Regions from separate parts of the Sus scrofa genome. Here regions 1 and 2 are each linked to region 3. The links are chromatin contacts, called in public HiChIP or PLAC-seq and promoter capture Hi-C maps. All regions are on one chromosome and are shown on one strand. Each heading gives the region's core, a stretch centred on a gene start, on an enhancer-like site or on the middle of the called end of the contact. The rest is flanking DNA. Distances are from core to core; before and after follow the strand shown.

What was found. Promoter capture Hi-C pulls out the DNA fragments that hold promoters and counts their contacts. HiChIP or PLAC-seq counts read pairs in DNA pulled down with a chosen protein or histone mark.
Region 1: a promoter capture Hi-C map of liver shows a contact between it and region 3, with 4 times the contacts expected there. The contact joins the promoter of RASA1 here to the promoter of COX7C in region 3. A contact is called at or near these places in 1 of 5 promoter capture datasets (liver), 1 of 47 Hi-C or Micro-C datasets (heart right ventricle) and 2 of 2 datasets of contacts at active chromatin or transcription factors (alveolar macrophages and skeletal muscle).
Region 2: an H3K27ac HiChIP or PLAC-seq map of alveolar macrophages shows a contact between it and region 3. The contact joins the promoter of CCNH here to the promoter of COX7C in region 3. A contact is called at or near these places in 1 of 5 promoter capture datasets (liver), 5 of 47 Hi-C or Micro-C datasets (embryonic fibroblasts, heart right ventricle, liver and 1 more) and 1 of 2 datasets of contacts at active chromatin or transcription factors (alveolar macrophages).

The regions. Positions count from the first base shown.
Region 1 is chr2:94,878,000-94,881,228 of Sscrofa11.1, forward strand. RASA1 (ras GTPase-activating protein 1) reads left to right here and starts at 1,616. Exons shown (of 25, transcript XM_003354207.4): 1 at 1,616-2,231. The coding sequence starts at 1,714.
Region 2 is chr2:95,017,084-95,019,895 of Sscrofa11.1, forward strand. CCNH (cyclin H) reads right to left here and starts at 1,408. Exons shown (of 9, transcript NM_001166313.1): 1 at 1,292-1,408. The coding sequence starts at 1,408.
Region 3 is chr2:94,343,687-94,346,890 of Sscrofa11.1, forward strand. It overlaps COX7C (cytochrome c oxidase subunit VIIc), which reads left to right and starts at 1,761. Exons shown (of 3, transcript NM_001097474.1): 1 at 1,761-1,941; 2 at 2,759-2,887. The coding sequence starts at 1,867. The coding sequence ends at 2,875.

The DNA of each region.
Region 1 (3,229 bases), core at 366-2,865, 530 kb after region 3:
AACAATGTATGAATCTAAAAGGGTAAATTACATATACTGGAATAAAAAAAAAGGTGAATGATTCCTCCAGTTATGTTTACATGTTCTAATATAAAAGACAGCACAAAAGCCATTGTCTGCACATATTAAGGGTGAAATTTTGGTTTATTGGTAATTCTTGAAACTATACATAATTGTAACCGACACTTTGGGACCTTCTTGACAATTGCCTGTTTAAAGTGCCTGTGTCTTCACGCCCTACTGTTAGGCACACAAACCAGGACAAAAGTGCGTTGATTACTGTTGTCTACAGCACTGCTCCTCTCCACACCTTACCAGTATCCAACAGACTTGCAATAGCACAGGCAGTGTGTCTGAAGACACATACAAACAATAGGGGGAAAGGATCGTGAAGAAAACAATGGTGTATGGTCGTAGAAATCTGGCTATTTCTACCAAAATTCTTAGCCCCCACACACGCCCCCTCCCTTATTCATTTCGTTTTGTCAGAACCTAGTTTAAAAAATTCACATTATTTTAGTTTGTAGTAGTGTTATAGTAATTTATATTATGCAAAGAAAATGAAAACACAAGCAGTACCGCCTAAGACCTTGGAAGCAGTCCGCCCCTCCAACCCCGACCCAGGCCGACCTCGGCCGTCTGGTTTCTGCGCCGCCACCAAGGGAGTTTGTTCTACCGGTCAGGAAGCAGGGAACTGGCTTCGCAGCATCTTCCTTTCCCTTTCCCCCGTCCCTCCGGTCCAACCCCTCCAGGTCTCATTTCGACTCTCCTTTTTTCACCTAGCTGAGCGGCCGCGTGCTCGCCGAGACCCACTCCTCCCCTCCTCCACCCCACCGGCCCAACAAACAAAGCCCAGGGAGGGAGGCGCACACCGACTGTAGAAAAGGCCGCGCCGCCACGCGTTACACCCGGAGCCGGACAGAGAGCGCGTCCGCGAACCGCGCGTCCCCGCCGCTTCCTTCCCTCCCGACTCTTCCTTTTCCTCCTCCAGGCCCAGCACCCCCCACCACCCCTGCACCGGGAAGGAGCCTGCGCAGAAGCTGCCCTCTCCCTCCTCCTCCCCTCGCCCCCCCGCCCTTCCTTCCCTCCGCTCCTCCTCCCTTGCCCCGCCTTCCTTTCTCTTGTCGATTTCTCCGAGCGCTCCAGGTTGGGAGCAATTCAGTTGATTTCCCCACTACCCCGCCCCCCTTCCTCTTTTCTCCCCACCCCTCCCATCTCAGCCCGGTGGAGGATGAAGCGGCTGCAGTGGCCCCAGCCCCAGCAGCGGCACCGGCGGTGGCTGCGGTGGGGGTGGCCGGAACTGGGGTGGTGAAGAAGCGGTGGTGGCGGCGGCGGCGGTGGCGGTGGCTGAAGGATCGGCAGCCGCCCCAGCCGCTTCCCCTGTGCTTCCCTTCCTCTTTAGTGCAGCCGGGAAGTTTTTCGCTTCTGTGCATGTGTGCGTGAGTGTGGGTGTGTAAGGTGAAGGTTTGGTCGGCGTTTGTGCAGGCGTTGGGTTTTTTGCCCACTTCTCTTCCCGTAACCCGGGTAGCTCCCGAGCCTGGGCTGTGGCCCGAAGAGGGGGCGCGGCGGCGGGCTCTCTCCTTTTGTTGTTGTTTCCTCCGCCTGTGGAGCTGAAGGGGGGACGCGCCTGGGTGGGGCGGCTCGGAGCCCGGGCCTGGTGGCCCCCGGGGCTCCCGGGCGAGTAGAGCAGGGCAGAGGAGAGCGGGCTTCAACATGATGGCGGCCGAGGCCGGCAGTGAGGAAGGCGGCCCGGTCACCGCCGGGGCAGCTGGAGGCGGCGCCGCCGCGGGCTCGAGTGCTTATCCGGCAGCGTGTCGGGTGAAGATACCCGCGGCCCTGCCTGTGGCAGCTGGCCCCTATTCTGGGCAGGCGGAAGCTGGAGTGGCCGGGACTCTGGGTGGAGGAGCCGCTCTGGGGTCATCGATCCTGGGACCTGGGTCTGTGGCTGGGGCACTGGCGGGAGCCGGACTGTCAGGGGGAGGTGCTGCTGCTGGCGTGGCTGGTGCTGCCGCTGCCGGACCCGGCGGGGAGATGGCTCTCACCAAGGGGACCACTTCGTTGTCTACTGAGACGTTCGGGGCAGGCGGTGGATTCCCTCCTCTGCCGCCACCTCCTCAGCTGCCCCCGTTGGGCGCAGGCCTGGGAACAGTGGACGAAGGTGACTCTCTGGATGGACCAGAATACGAGGAGGAAGAGGTGGCCATCCCGCTGACCGCTCCTCCAACTAACCAGTAAGTCAAGACCGCTGTTTTGGGGGAAGCTGGCTCGTGGAAAGAAGTGAGAAAACCTGCCTCGTTCCTGCAGCTGTGACTCGTTGTGAAAAGTTTTGAAGCTTAAGGTTCCGTGCGTAGGGATTTAATTTGATCACTCATCTTCCCTACAGGCACACTCCCTGGCGTCTTTGTATATTTATTGCTCCTCTGGGAAGATGTAAATTTTTAAATATGGGAAGCATGGGAAAGTGTAGATCCAGTGACAACCAGATAAGGTTCTGCCCCTTCCAAATTGAGGTGCCGTCCTGGGATTCAGCTGAGCTTGCAGATACCCAGGCGGTCCTTGTCCGTATTAACCCGGGTTAGATGATTAGTAAGAAGCTTTACAAGTATTTGAATGAGTATTGTACTAGTATCATTTGAGACATGCATTGGTCAGAATGCTTTGTTTTCGTTGCGCTGCAAATCGCAAGGCTTAATGATGGAGAAGTCTTTGGATCACTTTTGAGAGCCTGGGTCAGCGAGAAAAGAAGGGGGTTCTGTGAAGTATACGTGTGGTTAGGGGCCCATACTCTGCAATATCTGTAATTTATGTTGTAGAATTCCCATTTATGGATATTAGTGTAATTCTTTTATAGTTGAAACCTAAGTAGAATGTTGGAGCAAATCAAAATAGTGTGCTTCTCTTCAACAGTTTTTGTTGGTGGCCAATGCAGTATTCTATTTGAAAATTAATTTTGACAGTCTACAGCAGAATATATAGGAAGTGACTCTTCCGTATGTAGTACCTCCACCTTGTTCTCTTCATAGGTATGTATAGGTGGACCTTGATGAGAGGAAAATGTTGATGGGGAAGTGCTAATAGTAGGCAAAACTTGTTTTATAGGTCCCTCATATCTGTCTTAATTGACCTTTAGAATTTTGACAACTTGGTGAGTATCAGAGGAAAAAAGATTTGGTTCCTATGTTGACAAACACTCTGTACAGTTGAAAGTTTTTGTTTGCTTTTTGGAAAA
Region 2 (2,812 bases), core at 158-2,657, 670 kb after region 3:
TGGAGTTAGCTGCTGCAAGCAAAGGTACACCCGGGTTATCAGAAGCTGGAAGAGGAAAGGAAGGATCCTTCCTAGAAGCCACAGAGATTACCACTTGGCTAACACCTTGACCTCAGATTTCTAGCCTCCAGAACCTCAGACTTCTATCCTCCATTGTTTTAGACAATGAATTTCTGTTTTAATGCACCCAGTTTGTGGTAAATTTTTTAAGAGCAGTCCTAAGCAACTAACACAGGTTCTAACTTTAAAGACAGCACAGCCTTGTGGTTTACTGAAGGAATGCTGGAACGAGATTCCAGGGGTTCAAATCCTGGCTCTGTCACTTATTAGCATATAGCCTGAGAAGTTATTCAACCTCTCTGTACCTCAGTTTCCTCAGATGTAAAGCAAGGAAAACAACAGTATCTACCTCATGGAGTAGTTGTGAGGGCTGTATGAGCTCACACATACTAAATACTTGAATTTTGCACAATATGTATTACTTTGTGCAGCACAAAGTGATATGAAGTAAGTTGTGAATTATAGGTAAAGGTACCTCAGTACTCAGAATCAAAACAGGTCTGACACAGAAGCTAGAATGGATGGTGGTGTTTTTTTGGAGCTTGTGAGCAAAGATTAAACCGAAGAGGAAGGAGAACAGGAAGGACGTGGCTGGCAGGCCACAGTCCAAACCATCTCTGTCTGGTCAACTGGTTCATGCTAACGGTCTCTTGTCCCCCTGCCTCCACCATGCCCCATCCAATCAATCCATTCTTTCCCAGAAAGCTCGTTCTACAACAGAATCTAACAGGGTTAATTTCCAATATAAAATTTCACAAACTTTAAACTCTTTACTTCCATTTACGAGTCCCCTGTCTACCTTCTCCAGCCTTTCATGCACAGGTACTCAGCTTCCGCCACACAGAACCATGAGCGTTCCACGGACCAGCCCTGCAATTACTGACCTTCTACTTTGCACTTGTGGCTCTGTCCACCTGGAAGGTCCTTCCCCCATCTTCTCCACAACAGCTGATGAGAAAAGTCCCTCCCCTCATTATATTAGCATCCTACAAAGTGTATTCTTTGCCGTTACTGCTTTTTTATCTTTCCTTCACTTGACTGTAAGATGGATAGTTTCGTCTGTCCCTAACCCAGAGCATCCGGCAGAGTGCTCGTCGTTTACTAAATAAACGCACTCTGCACTGAGAAGGCAGGGGCAGGTAGGAAGAAGGTGTGCAGGGAGTCCTGGCGGAGGGGGACGGGCTAGAGCTCGTAGAGACCTAGGTAAGGGGCCGGCAGCGGGAGCTCTTACCTTCCCATTCGCCACTGCTTTGCATCTGAATTTGCGGTTGGCGTCGGCCCGCAACCGGGCTAGCTGCTCCTCACTGGCGAAAGTCCAGTGCCGCTTCTGGCTACTATTGTGGTACATACTTAAGTTGGAGGCCAGGCCCAGAGGGCCTTGAGCGAGGACCGCGAACTGCGCCGCACCAGAGTGGAAAGCAGATAAGCCACAAACCAAGACCCCTGGGAAGCCGAGGGAATCAGGTCCGCCTGGCGCGGGCGCGTTGACGTCAAGGTCACGTGGTAATCCCCTCCGCAGTCGCGCTTCCGGAGCGGAAGAGGAGAAGAATGTCTCCGCGCGGGATCGCTGGCCCGCTGCCCACGACGCAAGTAGGCGTAGCCTGTAGAAGGCTCCTCCTCGCTTTTAGCCTCGGTCCTAGCTCCGCCCTTCCCCACAAGATTTAAAGGAGAAGCGACAGGCAGGGTGTCCAAAAGGGAATAATTTGTGGCTATGTTGAAGCTAACATAAGCAATTCACGTGGGATAAGTGAAGTGTGGAAAGGACGTGAGAGGGTGTCACCTTTTAAATAGAATGTTCAGAGGAGGTCTCACTGAGGTGACATTTGAGCAAGGACTTGAAAGAGTCGCGGAAGTACCAATCATGTAGCGGGTGATATTGGAACAGATGGAACAGTCAAGGTCCTAGGGCAGAAGCATTCCTTCCTTCCGTTTTAAGGAAGAACGTCTGGGGCGCTAATTGGAAAACTAGAAGCAGTGCAGGAGTATTGTCCTTCACTGTTGTGACACGTATGTGTCCCTTTCTATTATTTTCTGTGCCTTTTTTCTTCTGCTTCTGTTGATGACTAGCCAATCCTCTCCCCCATTTCCATCTCTGAGGCCACAATGTATGGTAGTGGTAATTTTAGGGTTTTCTTGAGATTCCCATCTTTATTATTGCCCTCAAGGGAGCCTTACAACAAGCTGTTATTAAACTTAAGATTTTATATCTATCTATATATATGTAAAACTAATGCTTTCAAAATTGTTTTTGAGATACAGAATTTACATTGATCACATAAAAGTCTTTACTGATTTTATATTTGTCCCATTTAGGCATACCTTCTCCTGTGCATCATACATTGTGTTAGAAAGGATGGATTTACTTACTGTAAGTTGTTTTCCTAAAAATAAACATTAAAAAAGCACATAAAGATAGTGAGATTCAGAAAGTTGAAAAGGTCTATAGGTAAAAAGAGGTTTCATGGTATCTCTAACTCTGCTTTCAATGAAAATATTTTTAAAGCCTTATGAAAGAGAGAGTTTTTTTCCCCCCTTTTTTGTTTTGTTTGGGTGGGTGCAGTTGAAGGTAGACTTTTACAGTTATTTGAATTTCTTGAACTCACACCATTTGTAGTTTATAACCGGAGATCCAGACACTCCTTGAACATAAGTTAGTAAGTTGAGTAGTACATTGGCTAAGAAAAGAGGGAAAAAGAGAAAAAAGAAAATGTGCTGATGTTAAGGAAGGATACGGCAAGTTATGAGTCCAATG
Region 3 (3,204 bases), core at 511-3,010:
CTATTACCCGTGAAAACACTTCCCAATTACAGTTAAATCAGAATCCTTTAGTACATAAAGACACTAGGGGCTTAAAAAAAAAAAATTGAATGTCCTCTATCAGTTAAAAGGAGAATACCGGTTATGTATTACATGCAAGTTACTTGTAGAAATAAAACCTACTCACTTTTTAAAAAGGTTTAAGTCACAGTGAAACATGGCTTTTCTCTTTCAAAAGATAAAGAAAGATTAAAGCCTACACTTTTACCTAGTTTTCCAAGCAAGACAGATCTTATTTGACGTTGTTTATTTACTGCATGTAAGTGAGCCCTCTGAAGCAACATACACCCTTCCAGATGAATAACATAAATCTTGGAGATACAGTGATAGTGCAGCAGTGACGAACCCAACTGGTATCCATGAGGATGTGGGTTTGATCCCTGGCCCTGCTCAGTGGGTTGAGGATATAGCATTGTCATGAGCTGTGGTGTGGTTTGCAGACACAGCTTGAATCTGGTGTTGTTGCTATGGCTGTGGTGTAGGCCAGCAGCTACAATTCCCATTCAGCCCCTAGCCTGGGAACTTCCATATGCTGTGGGTGTGGCCCTTAAAAAAAAAAGACAAAAATAACATAAAACTTAAGTTCGCAGGGCCCTTCACAATCTAACCTAATACTATTTTCCCAACCTCATTTACAACTAGTTTCTTCCCAGTACCCACTAGTCAGACTCCCAGGAATACATCTATAACTGAAGAAGCTGGGTTTATTACTCATTGTAATAGGAGAGGCTTGATACACACAGGAACCCTGGGGACCTCAGTAAGGTGTTAGAACTTAAAGGATTTAGGTTAGTTTTTCAAAGCTTTGGCTATATTACTAAATTTAACTTAGAAGAAAGAAAGATAAGTCCAAAGTTAAAGTTGTAATTGGTAAAGACACAAAAGTCATCATATTGACTGCAGATGGTGATGTTTGGTCATTTTTGTGACTTGACAATGTTCATGTTTTGTTTATGTTCAGATATAATAGAGTGATATTATTTTCAATAGCTACCACTGCCAAAAGTAACTTTGATGTGCACGTTCTGTGCTATTGTTTGGGTTCAACAGGAGAACACCAATTTCTAGTACTGGCTGGCTCAAGGTACATGTGGCTGCTTTCTCTTCCACAATCCCAACATGCTATACTCAGGTTGGCCTTGAGTTTTCTCTTCCACCTATCCCTACTTCTGTTTTCTTCAGTTCTCGATATCTTTGGCCATCCTTCCTTTCGCAGTTCGACTCAGTTTTTTTCCTGACATCCTTTATACTTCACATTTGGTTACTTGTGCTTATGCTTTTTTTGCTTCCAGTGCGATCATAGCATAACATCTCTGCCAGCTGGCTGCAAATCATAGGCACTTAGCAGATAGTCACTAAAAAAGAATAGGGAGAGCTTATCTTCCTGTTCCATGAACTAGAATACACATCTAGTCACTAAAAAAGAATAGGGAGAGCTTATCTTCCTGTTCCATGAGCTAGAATACACATAGTGAAACTGCTTCGCTAATTTCAGTAAAATTGCTTCAGAGACAGGCCCCAAGAACTCTGATCTGAGAGAAGCACCGCTCTTCGGAAAAGCCTCACCCTACCGAAACCTGGAGGAAGACTGCATTTCCCACAACCCTCCAGGGCTGACAAGGGACCGCGGGTATCTGAACTACAATTCCCACAATCCTCCGAGGGAGCCGCGCAGTCGCGTTTTCCGAGAGCTCTGCCCATTTCCCATCTTCCCTTTCGGCCCTTTCACGCAGGGGAGCAAGGTCAAGAGGAAGGGAGGCTTCAGTCTGCGTCGCCGTTTCTTTTGCCTTCAGTCTCTGCACCTTTCGCAGACCTTGCAACAGCGCAATGTTGGGACAGAGTATTCGGAGGTTCACAACCTCTGTGGTCCGTAGGAGCCACTATGAGGAGGGTCCAGGGAAGGTTAGTACGTAAAGGGCCTGGCTTCCTTGGGTAGGGGTCATCTCCTGCGACTGGCTGAACTACAAGGCCGCCTGTGGGCCGTGGTGAGGGAGATTGGAAACCGAGAACATGGGCTGGGACGTGGACTAGCTTTCCATGTCCCCCAGGGACTAGAGAGAAAGCTCAGGGCCCGGACTGCGCGCCATAGCCGCGAAAAGGAAGGAGTTCGTAAAGCCACAGGCCTTACCACGCCCTAGCGCTCCCTCAGTACCCCTTTTCGTTCCACCCCGTCCTTCAAGATCTGGAGGACTTTGCACGCCCTAGCTGCAGGTGTTGTGGCCTAAAGACTAGTTAGAGGTCACCGGACTGGACGTGAAGGTCATCGAAAACTTGAGGATACGAGGGCCTGTGGTGTGGGTCTCATCTTCGCCGACTAGTTTGCTAAGTTACAAGTACTAATCCTCCCTCCTTGCTGGAAAAGCTGGTTTTATCATCAAGTGTAAATAAATACACTTGATAAAAATCAGGAATACCTGATTATATTAAGTATATTAAAATCAGGTAGTTAGCAGTAAGGGCCCCAGAAGGTTACATGAAGCCTGGCATTAATAAGCCGAGAAAGGGTATAAAGAGGTAGAGCTCATCAGTAAAGCCAGATATTTTTGCTTTTTAGAATTTTGTGTGATGAAGGTTATAGGATTTGAAAGATAATGTTTAAAAAGATGTCATGATTATGATATATAATGTATAGTTTGGTTATGTAGGAATTAATTTTGATCTGTAAAATTAAGATCAGATTTTAAAGTTCAGTTTTTGTTGTTCACTTTTCCCCCAACAGAATTTGCCATTTTCAGTGGAAAATAAGTGGCGGTTGCTAGCTATGATGACTCTGTACTTTGGATCTGGATTTGCTGCACCTTTCTTTATAGTAAGACACCAACTGCTTAAAAAATAATCCATGAGACAGGTAAATAATGAATGGGTTTTTTTTTTTTTTTTCTTTTTTAATTTTGCTTTTTAGGGCTGCACCTGCAGCATATGGAAGTTTCTGGGCTAGGGGTGGAATCCAAGCTGCAGCTGCTTGCGTAAGCCACAGCCTCAGCTGGATCCTTAACCCACTGAGCAAAGCCAGGGATTGAACCGGAATCCTCAAGGATACTGATTGGGTTCGTTACAGCTGAGCCACAATGGGAACTCGGAATTAACGGGTTTTTAATATTCACTGTGTTTTTTATTTCTTCCCTAACTGACCCCCCCACCAAATACCCACGGATACATTACTCT